Regions from separate parts of the Salmo salar genome. Here regions 1 and 2 are each linked to region 3. The links are chromatin contacts, called in public Hi-C maps. All regions are on one chromosome and are shown on one strand. Each heading gives the region's core, a stretch centred on a gene start, on an enhancer-like site or on the middle of the called end of the contact. The rest is flanking DNA. Distances are from core to core; before and after follow the strand shown. Region 1 holds the start of LOC106571671 (breast cancer metastasis-suppressor 1-like protein-A). Region 2 holds the start of LOC100194629 (calmodulin 2 (phosphorylase kinase, delta)-3). Region 3 holds the start of LOC106571676 (transcription initiation factor IIA subunit 1).

The links. A called contact is a pair of places that touch in the nucleus more often than the background predicts.
Region 1: a contact with region 3 is called in a Hi-C map of gill, with 5 times the contacts expected there. The contact joins the promoter of LOC106571671 here to the promoter of LOC106571676 in region 3. A contact is called at or near these places in 2 of 3 Hi-C or Micro-C datasets (gill and muscle).
Region 2: a contact with region 3 is called in a Hi-C map of muscle, with 4 times the contacts expected there. The contact joins the promoter of LOC100194629 here to the promoter of LOC106571676 in region 3. A contact is called at or near these places in 2 of 3 Hi-C or Micro-C datasets (gill and muscle).

What each region holds. Positions count from the first base shown.
Region 1 is chrssa15:47,950,628-47,954,579 of Ssal_v3.1, reverse strand. It overlaps LOC106571671 (breast cancer metastasis-suppressor 1-like protein-A), which reads left to right and starts at 2,177. Exons shown (of 10, transcript XM_014145007.2): 1 at 2,177-2,650; 2 at 2,924-3,014; 3 at 3,159-3,286; 4 at 3,627-3,706. The coding sequence starts at 2,515. It also overlaps the pseudogene LOC106571670.
Region 2 is chrssa15:47,897,707-47,901,491 of Ssal_v3.1, reverse strand. LOC100194629 (calmodulin 2 (phosphorylase kinase, delta)-3) reads right to left here and starts at 1,989. Exons shown (of 6, transcript NM_001139714.1): 1 at 1,952-1,989. The coding sequence starts at 1,954.
Region 3 is chrssa15:47,699,334-47,703,306 of Ssal_v3.1, reverse strand. LOC106571676 (transcription initiation factor IIA subunit 1) reads left to right here and starts at 1,942. Exons shown (of 11, transcript XM_014145014.2): 1 at 1,942-2,170; 2 at 3,954-3,973. The coding sequence starts at 2,141.

The DNA of each region.
Region 1 (3,952 bases), core at 928-3,427, 250 kb before region 3:
TATGGCATTGAAGCTCGTCTGGAGGTTTGTTAACAAAGGGTCCAAAGAAGGGCCAGAAGTATACAGAATGGTGTCGTCAGCGTAGAGGTGGATCAGAGACTCACCAGCAGCAAGAGCGACATCATTGATGTATACAGAGAAAAGAGTCGTCCTGAGAATTGAACCCTGTGGCACCCCCATAGAAACTGCCAGAGGTCCGGACAAAAGGTCCTCCGATTTGACACACTGAATTCTGTCTGAGAAGTAGTTGGTGAACCAGGCGAGGCAGTCATTTGAGAAACCAAGGCTGTTGAGTCTGCCGATAAGAATGCGGTGATTGACAGAGTCAAAAGCCTTGGCCAGGTCGATGAATATGGCTGCACAGTATTGTATTTCGATGGCGGTTATGATATCGTTTAGGACCTTGAGCGTGGCTGAGGTGCACCCATGACCAGCTCGGAAACCAGATTGCATAGCGGAGAAGGTACTGTGGGATTCAAAATGGTCAGTAATCTGTTTGTTAACTTGGCGTTCGAAGATGTTCTGAGCAAGGAACTTAAACTTCAGCTTTTTTTACATGGCACATATTGCACTTTACTTTGTTCTCCAACACTGTGTTTTTGCATTATTTAAACCAATTTGAACATGTTTCATTATTTATTGGAGACTAAATTGATTCATGTATAATATTATGTTCAAATAAGTGTTCATTGTGCATTCAGTATTGTTGTAATTGCCATTATTACACACACACAAAAATAGGCTGATTAATCGGTATCCGCTTTTTTTGGTCCTCCAATAATCGGTATCGACGTTGAAAAATCATAATCGGTCGAACCCTCTAATGTATACAAAATGTATTTTAAATGAATGTCTCTCTCAATACAAAGTTCACTGAGTATTAGATATCCTTACAAATCAGTCATGTTAACCATCTAGTTGCTGTTTAATTTACATACAGACAGGCCCATAGGATGGGAGATCTGTCTCTGATGACTCACCTGAAGGAAAACCAGCAAACTGTGGAGGGGGGATGCCCGGTGGCAAAAGGGTTCGGTTGAGATGAGGAGGGAACGACATCTTGTGGAAATCACCCACCTAAACATGGAACCAAAGAAAACCAGTCAGAACTGTAATAAGAGAAATGGAATAGTACGAATTAGACCCTGTCCATCTCTCAACACAAGATAACAGCACGTGTTCAGCTGGCTTTTTTGTACTTGTGGCTGCATACGTCAGCTGACAGATATCCACCTGTAAAATATCCGCCACAGGTCGATAGAAGGCCTGGTACTAACGTTAACCAACTTAACTAACGTTAGCTAAGTTAGTTAGATGGCTAGCTAACTGGATAACTGTAACGTCGTCAGGTCATATCCACGACTCTGGGTAACGTTAGCAGGTTAAGTTACTTATGAAAGACATTAACTTCACCTTGTTTGTCATATTTGTCGTTAAGGTCAGCTACAACGTATTCGAATTAGTTAACGTTAGCTATACTCGCTAAGTAACAGAGGTTTTAGGTTTTGTCCTCCACAACAAGCCTGGCAAGGCTAGCTTGTGTGTTGTAACTACGCTAACTAGCAGCTAACTACCGTACCGGGGAAACCATTCTCACAGTTTGTTAGTTACACTTAGCCAGCTAAATACCGTCGATAATACTCAGACAATGAAGTGAAAAACAAACTACCGAATCAGATTTTACTTACCCACAACCAGTCGGTTTATCGGTTAAGACGGGCTACTTCGCTTCTGTCTACCTCCGTTTAGGTGGCTAAATGTGATAGCTAGCTACTGTACATCAACCCCGCAAAAAGTCAGCGCACCAGAGATATTACAGAAAGTAAGAGATGGGACTCACATTGGGAAATTAATAGAGTACGCATAACGTCCCACCCAGCAGTCTGTCGACCAAAACGTTGTAATTATACGTCACGCAACTGCTAAACTAAACGTCAAGCGCTCATGTGCCAGTCGGAACTAGGAAACGGGTTGTAGTTACACACGTGTCGCGTTCAACGAATCAGCAAGTCCGAAATGTCCGCGTTTCCCTAGTTCCGATTGGCATTTTCGTCTAGAAATCTGAAGTCTGTCTATTTTCCTCGAAAGTACGTAATGTCACGATTACAAAGCTACACGGTATTACACTGAACAAGTCAATTATCTCAGTTAAGAGTGGTAATGTTGTACTACTTGTTCACAACATACATGCTAATGTTGGGTTTTTGAGCTAGCGCACAATTGACACCCATTCGATCCTTGTCCCAGAATGCCTTGCACGGCCCATTGACAACGTACAAACGGCGTTGTATATTTCTAATAGAGTTTCCCATCTCCTCAAAAATGTGGATTTTTTTTTGTAAAAGAGCATCTGATTGGTCGATTCGGTAGCCATGTTTTTAACCTCCAGTTCCCTCTGTTGTTTTAGCTAGCTAGTTGTTTATCCTGTTAGCCGTCGTCATTTTTATTGCTATTTTTTTTTTTTTAAGTCAGTTCGCAAACCATTTCCTCTAATTTTCAAAGAGATCTAACGTTATGCCGGTGCACGCCCGTGAAAAGAAAGAAAGCAACCACGAAGAAATGGAGGTTGATTTTCCCGATCAAGACGCTAGCAGCACAGACGAAGAGGACACTGTAAGCTCTTCTGTATCCGAAGATGGAGACAGCTCGGGTAAGGGATAGGTACATTACTAGTCTGTAAATATTAGAGCTAGCTAGGCAAAATGCAGCTGGCTGCTATGCATAATGCATTGTAGTTCCTAAATGAACGTGCTGTAATGCAATGTAGGTCCAGTTTTACGATGGTCTCTTTAATTCTGGCCAAAGAAAGTGATGTTGATGCTTCGTGGCCAACTAGCTAGCTAGCTGACGTTAGTTAGTATCAAGCTACCTCTAGTTTGTTTACTGTATTAGATTTGTCTGCATTTTTTATTTTTGTCAACAGATATGGACGATGAGGACTGTGAGAGAAGACGAATTGAATGCATGGACGAGATGACTACCCTCGAGAAGCAATTCGGTGACTTGAAAGAACAGTAAAGACACGTTTGCTACTTTTCAGATTTAAGCACACGTTCCACATTGTTTTCTTTCTGGTCCATGTTTACATGCATGAGTATAAGCCAACCAACTACTGATGCCGCTGTATTGCTCACCGCTGTCTGTCTCGTTGTCACTAGGTTGTACAAGGAGAGGCTAAGTCAGGTGGATATAAAGCTGAAGGAAGTGATAGCTGGCTGTGCCCAAGAGTATCTGGAACCACTGGCAAACCTGCAGGAGAATATGCAGATCAGGACCAAAGTCGCTGGTAAGTTTGAATGTAATTTTAGCCTACACTAGATTAGATACTAACGTCCCACTTTGTAACTTTAGTTGTGGCAGATGTCAATGTCAGGAAGATCAGTGGTTTTCTAACATTTTAGTTGTGTATTCCTCAGATGACCTACCCACCAGCTCCCTGGGTAGGCTACCTCCAAATATAAGAAACACACATCTGTTTATATATGTTGTCTCTATTCTTATATGCAATGTACTGTTATAACAATGTTACAATGTAATATATGTCTCTGTTCTCAGTGATGTCAAACCTTCTGAAGGGTGCCGACTGAGGGTAAAAATATGTTTTCCTTGTCTTGTATCTTCTCCAGGGATCTACAGAGAGCTGTGTCTGGAGTCTGTGAAGAACAAGTATGACTGTGAAATCCAGGCTGCCTGCCAACACTGGGAGGTCTGATGGCAATTCAATACAATAAACCTTTATTTATCCCCAAGGGGCAATTGTTGGCACAGTGAGTAATAACACAGTAGTCAAGCATAAAGTGCATTCATTGTTTATCTCTGGCCCTGTCTAATTACTGTAGGCTCTGAATGACCAAGGCTCTGAATCTGTCCTCGTGCTCCTAAACCTTAGTGCCGCTTTTGACACTGTCAATCGCCACATTCTTTTGGAGAGATTGGAAAGCCTAATTGGTCT
Region 2 (3,785 bases), core at 740-3,239, 200 kb before region 3:
CGAGTCCAGGTAGTTCCTCCTCATTTTTCAGTCTGTTTGGTGCCTAATGAACACAACCCTGATAGCAGTTTACAGGTTGACTCATCCAGGCCAGGACCACCTGCCAGGCAAATAAATGATTCAATGCTCGGGATCAGATGTCCTCTAAGTTACTAAACACGCACCAGCAAACAAGGCTGGAACAGGATAGGGACAGGTAGACTTACTTGATACTTCCATCTGAATAGAGATACAGGTTTTCCACTTCAATAGTTGTTTTATGTTGGAGTGTATGGTAGGCCTACACAGGGCTTTGCTCACGGATTCAACTTTTCAAAAGGGCGATGCGCAACATATACTTCAATTACTACACTGGTGTGCAACATGAAACCTAACCGCATGCAGCAGTTCAATACCACACGTGACAGATATGTGATCGCACAGAGAAACATTTCTATTGACTCCCCTAGTGCTATGAATGATCCACAGGGCTGGTAATCAATAGATCATTCATATATTGATTGGGAGAGACTTTTCCCTTCAACACACCCGGCTTCATCACTTCCACCGAATGACTTATCTTGCTGTGACATCTGAGAGATGCTTTTATATGAGTCAGAGGGGTTGGGTTAAACGTAGAATAGGCATTTTGGGTTTGAATGCATTCAGTTGTGCAGCTGACTAGGTATCACCCTTTCCCTTTCTATGTCATTGAATGAACTCAATTTCGACAGTTGGAAATTGTGTGTGAGCTGTTTGATCGTTGACAGTTATACAGTGAAGTTTGAAACACATTTCTGATTTAGCCTAACAATAATTCCCAGAAAATATAACTTTGTTGCTGCTAAATGATGTAATAAGAATGACATTAAACATCAATCAAATACTTTATTCTGCATTTGAAGGAATAAAATAAAATAAAAAACAGCAGACCCAAGACTGAACAGCTGTTGATGTTCTCGCCTAGGCTACCGAGTAGGCATTTGCATACCATTAAGAACGCAAAAGACAACCTAATCAGGCGGCGTTACAGTGAGATAAACGGCGCTTGAAGGCGAAACTTTGTAACTACTGTAATGTAGAATTATATAAAATGTTTCAATTTTTTCCAGATTCCCCAATTTGAGGGAGATGGGCGATTTCAGTTGCGGATCACAGGCGATGTATTGCTGCAATTCGCATTATGGTTGGTCCATCAGACAGAGCGCGATGATGCAACATGGAAAAATGCAGCTAATAACTATCCATGGAATGGGTTCATTTTCCTCAAAATGGGATGAATCCTATTCGGTAGCATATAGGAGTTGATATAACTAGATTGCCCATTAATAAAACGTGTTGAGACATGAAGCAGCATCATAGGTAAAAAGGCTTGTCAACTCTTTACGAGTGCAGCGTTACCCCATAATTTGCCAGTGCGCTTTCCTATTCCAGCCAACACACTACACTCTGAAATGTAATCACTTTAGTTACAGAATTGTGCTGTAATCATCTAGCAACTTGCTAGTTATCCCAAAGCTATTAATCTGATGTTTGAATTAATTAAATCTGCACCGTGCAGCCTCGAGCCAGCAACATACCCCGGTATAGCCATCGAGCCAACTACTATGCCGTAAGAATTGCGCAGTTATCGCGGAATCCCGCTCCATTTTGTGTTACATCCTGTTCATTTACACCTCAGCGGTTATATCGCCCTAGAAAATGTTCCTCCAAATAGAATCAACTCGCCCTCGTAAGACTAAAGATGACATATCCCATGCAATTACATAACAGTTGCAAAACAGCAAGCTTTTTGATCACCCTCATTTAATTCCCGGTAAGATAAAATGCTGTAAACCTATATGAATGAATAGCAAAATTGTGGATATCCCCCATATCTTGACCCTCTTCCATGTCCCATTACATCGTGGCATTAAATGCATTGACAAATGATTAAAAAAAATGAATCCCACAAAAAATATAGAATACATACCATGTTCGATGGATCTGGGCTGATTGTCTATGAACTAGACAACGTGTGTGCTCGTTCCTTAGATGGACTTTCCAGCGGGATGGAGGTGCGTCGCGGTGGTGGTGGTGAGAACGGGGACTATGTATCCCTCCGCCACACCAGCCCAGCCTGTTCACTCACTTCCTTATCCCCCCCCGCCCCGTCTACTGTAGCGCCCTGTAGTGCAGCAGGCCTCGGGTGTATTCATTCCGCCGATTCTGTTGCGAAACGTTTCTTTGACGTAAGCAAACGAAACGGGGAGGAAGCTACCTACATTTATCCAATAAAAATTATAGTTTTGCTGTTTGCGTCCGTTAGGAAACAGTTTCACCCCTGCTGTGCACGTCCCCCAATTCAATGATGATTTGCGCCAGTGGCACAGGAGGCTGCTGAGGGGAGGACGTGACTATGAGCCTGTCCTCCCCAATTAAGGTGCCGCCAGCCACCGGTGTAGCATATATAGATAGACAGTTCTCTCTGCTACCGCTCAGCAAGCCGTACCGATGCACCAACTCAGACTATGCAACATTGACCCTTTTAGCACTCTTTTGACTCGACACACGCTGCTGCTACTGTTTATTATCTACCCTGTTACCTAGTCACGTTATCCCTACCTACAGACAGTATATATACATACAGTATCTACCTCATTTACCTCGTACCCCTGCTCATCGACTCTGTACTGGTACCCCATGTATATGGCCAAGTTATCGTTACTCATTGTGTACTTATTTCTCGTGTTATTATTTTTCTATTATTTCATTTTTTTTCTCTCTGCATTGTTGGGAAGGGTTTGTAAGTAAGCGTTTCGCTGTTAGTCTACACCTGTTGTTTACGAAGCATGTTGACAAATTCATTTGATCTGTTAGCAGCTGCAACTCTCCATACACTCCGGGCAACAGCCAAGAACATTCTAAACGTCATCATGGTCATTCTAGATTAGGCCCCTTTGTGTTATTTTTACTAGAGGCCTATAAATTATAGGCACATCTCATCCAAGTCTAAATAACCATTTAGCTATAAATGTTTCCCTTCGGTAATAGACACCTGTGCCCATATTGGTTGACCCACCCTCAAGCATGAGGATAGATGATATCGGAACCTCCAAAACACCCTTTAATGTCATTTTGCTACAAAAATCATAATTTATCACACTACAGTAAATATGTCAGTGAATAATAGAGACATTCTTTCCGCATTAATATCATTATGACCATCCATGATAGTGTATTTCGAAGGGCCATGAGTTCAAACTGAACTTAGATCTCGACTCGAGCAGCTCAGAACTTCCACACGGAACTATTTCTCTGCAGCGGAAGGATACTACTGGTGTATGAAGACGCTACCTGGTTGACGCTGGAGGATTTTGCGCTGCCGTTTATGTGACGCTGCCTCTGATTGGTTAGAGCAGACCCGCAATATTACACACTATGTATTGGCCACAGTTATTGGCTAGGTCGGATCTGCATTGCACCAGGCAGTAGTGCTTGATGGAAATCCCATAAATATAACAAAGTTAAAAACAAATGCGATTTAGGGCTGTCGCTTGTCCAAACGGCACATTTTAATCCTGTAGATTTTGTTCTAGATGGGTATGGAGTTATGGTTTACTGAAAGCGTTGGAAATGTTAGTATTTTGTGACAGAAGAGAGGATCTTTCGGGCTGACATGCTGCTGAGACTCGATGCTGGGAGGTGCAAGTATTTCCATTGGATGATATGCAACCTACTAGAAAGTATTTCTAAATGTACGCGAAATTTAAGAATGGAGGATAGTTGTGGTGGTGTTAATAAATGTAATCGGGCAAAAGCTGCAA
Region 3 (3,973 bases), core at 693-3,192:
TTGAAATAATCTGTCTGTAAACAATTGTTGGAAAAATTACTGCAGAAAGTAGATGTTCTAACCGACTTGCCAAAACTATAGTTTGTTAACAAGAAATTTGTGGAGTGGTTGAAAATTGAGTTTTAATGACCCCAACCTAAATGTATGCAAACTTCCGACTTCAACTGTATCTAATCAATATATGTGTTTTTCTATTTTCCATTTATTTTTTATAAATGTTCGAATTTTTCTTCCACTTTGACTTTACAGAGTATTTTGTGTAGATCGTTGACAAAAAATGACAATTAAATCCCACTTTGTAACACAACAAAATGTGGAAAAAGTCAAGGGGTGTGAATACTTTCTTTAGGCACTGCAGGCCTATCTTGGTCCATTCTTAGCCTGTAATTTGTGTGGTATTAAAAAAGATTCTGCTTTGTAAAATTAAGTATGAAATGCATGAAATGTTTATAAAAAGCATTTTTCTTCAGACCTGCAAATACGATGATAGATTCATGCTTTTACTATAAAGGAGATCTTTCCACCGATACTCTTCTCTACGTGGTCTGTGAACCGATAACCTTCTGGCCCGCAGCCCTGTACACGATCAAAATTATTGCATTGCCATAATGCTTACAAGACGAAGAACACTTTCTAAAACATCATATCTAAGGCTCCGGTCTGTCCAAGAAGTGAGGGTAACGGTAAGGATGTTCTCTGCTATCCACTTTAAAATATATTTTGCTGAAGAGAGGGCCATCCCATTTTATCTCAGAGGTCAGATTTTTTCCATTTAACCCTTAATATCATTAACGTTCACTTCCTTATTATAACCAAAGATTGTGGATATACTGACAAGATACATGTATCTTCGCCAGTGGAGGCTGCTGAGGGTAGGATGGCTCATAATAATGGCTGGAATGGTGGAATGGCATCAATCACGTGTTTGATGTTGTTGACACCATTCCAATTATTCTGCTCCAGCCATTACCACGAGCCCGTCCTCCCCAATTAAGATGCCACCAACCTCCTGTGCTCTTTGAGCTAACAATGGGAGTCGTTGTCCTCAACGCTGCACTGCGGGCTGTCGAGTTTATCTGTTCGTTGGATTGGTGGATACATCTCATTGTTGTAGTCCTTTTTTGATTATTCGATGAGGGTTGTTGACGTCAACCGCCTGTATTCAATGGAGGGAGACGCTATGCTACTAGCCTTAAGCAAAATTTGCATAGTCATCTCGAGACAACTCCGATATAAAGTATTTTTTCTTAACGTTGCACATGTCCTACTTTTATCAGTACACTCGTAACAACTTTATAAGCATTACGAATCTTCTATTCGATCAAATAAACATCACGTAGCATATAATCCATTCATTTTTTGTTGATCAAATTCGACACTCTCATTGACCTAGATACTAACACCCCAAACTTGCTTGTTGGGCGAAACAACGAAAAATATTTAGAAAAAGGAAGATTATCCAATCTATAAACATGATAGTTTCCACTGGCGGCACCATCCAATCTGCATTACAGACTACTGGTTCACTCTATGAGAAAAAACTATTTTCGCATAGCTCGTACATTTCTGTGCCTGCCTTGGAAATATGGCATTAGACAGTTTACCTTGTTTTGCAACGTCTGGTATATATATTAAAAAAAACAGATTGCATGAATGCATTGTGATGTTTATGTTTATTTACCAAACAAAACGTAGTAATACAAAAAAAACTAAAAAAACAGTAGTCAGCATCAAAGCTAATCAGAAACGATTGAAGCAAAGCTATTTGCTTTTTGTGAATACTTTCATTCACTCAATTCCCAATACACTACGTAAAAATACATTTCGAGGTACTGTTAAAACTGAATGTTTTTCTTCTGTACGATATTCCCGCGGACTCTCGCGGTAATGACCGGGTTGACCTGCCTTATGTCTCGCGCACTCGCAGCTCCAGCTCAGTATATAAAGGAGGACAACGGCGGGCGAAGAACGGCTGGGAAGGCACAGACCGGATTTGTAAATAAGACCGTTCAAATCTGTGTTTTATTTACAAAAGTTATGCCGGCTAATTTTAAGTATCGTACCCAGTTGTTTTAGATCGTTTTTCCTTTTTTTGCTCTCATTCCTCGCTTCATTTTCGTGTGGTTTTACACTACGCGTAATGGCGAGCTCGGCTAACTCGAATCCAGTGGTAAGGATCATTCTCAGAGGGTAGTTAGTGAGACAGAACTAGTTATGATGGCAAACTAACTGCCAAAAAATAATTTTGAGTGCAAAAACATTAAAATAAGTTACCTAGGGAGTATTTTTGGCGAACAATTTAGGTTTTCTCATGAATAAAAATGATAGCCATAAGTACAACAGCCATTTTAACCTCTTCGAAACCATAGCTAAATCATTTTCAGAATGCAGCTGGGGAATGACGTTTTTAACTTATCTTGGGCAAATGTTCTCAGATGCAGTGTTAACCTTTAGCCAAGTCTTTTAGTTTTAAGCTAAATAATTAAATATCAAGTTAGAAATGTGTTTTGAGCCTCGTCTAATTTGCAAGCTATGCCACCTAACTACAGTAACGTTAGCTAGTCAACATGCATCAACTACATTGATGCATTTTCAATGTGGACTGGAGAGCTACCTAAAAAATAATATAACGTAGTTAGCTATCAATAACGTTAGTTACTAGTTAGTACGGTACCTATCTACAGTATCTTCGAGTTTAGGAATTGTTCCTGGAGCCTAATGAAAACTAGCAGTTTGCCTTGATGTACAGTTGGAAGCACCTTCTCATCCAATGCATTTGTTTAATTCCTATTGTCGGAATTAAAACTGATTCAGGTGCTATGTATTGCTTGATAATTTCAAACAAGGTCGTACAGTGCCTCTGTCCACCATTACACGAACAAGGCTGCTCGCTAGCCGCCCCAAAACACGTAGCCCTCTATTCTCCACTATTTATTTGTCCGTCTCTAAAATCACATTTTAACCAGCTAAAGTCACACTATCTTCTAGCAACAACCCCATTTACATCCAACATTGGAATATTAGTGACTGCGAGCGTGAGGCAATGTGTGCCTGACCCCGGCTCCGTAAAATGGCTTCCATGTCTCCTCTCTTGACGGTTGTGACCTTCCTCCTTTCCGCAGCTCGGTTTTATACAGCCATATTGGCTCTCTAATATAGACTGCCCGGGATGGGAAGGCGCTACTCAACCCTACGTCACCGTCTCTACATATAAACACCCGACTGAGCTTGAAATAGTGAGCAGACAGGCCAAGAGGCGGGGAGAGCGACGGTGACACCGGGGAAAATGACCTTTTGTCGGTGTTCACGCGACCGTTTGAGTTTGACGGTGTATGATTGAATGTTAAGCTATGTTGTGCACGGCCTATTGAGTTTACTTCTCGCCAGCTGATCGGTTTGTTTAGGTTGTTTACAGTTTGAGAAAATCCTAAAGGATTGATTGGTTGAGAAACGATTGCTGCGTTAACTTGTTTACGGTTTGAAAGCTCCCATATGCACTGCACATTTGTGGTCTAGTCTAGGGTTTCCAAACTATGTTCAATCGTATATTAATGACTTGATAACTTGATGATGAATTGTCCCAACTTGTCCAAGAATTTGTAACATTTTGGGGAATGCAATGAAAGTCTGCACACTTTCACTTTACAAATCATAATTTGGAATTGATTTTACATAGTTAAATTGTAAGAATGGCACTTTTTTTTGCAATTCTATAGTTTCTAAATTCTGTTTAATTTTATGATTCTTATGGTATGCAGTTTATGAATGCCTGGCACTGATGTTCAAAGGCAGTCATGCCCCAAAATGACATTTTTCAAAACATGACATTTTGCATTATTTGTTGGCTGACATTCTTTACCAAGTTGCATTTGAGTACATTTCATTTATCACCATGTGGAATAACTATACTCTATATTAGAGCACTTCTAACAGTACTCTGAATGTTCTGTCAGCCTAAACTGTACAGGTCTGT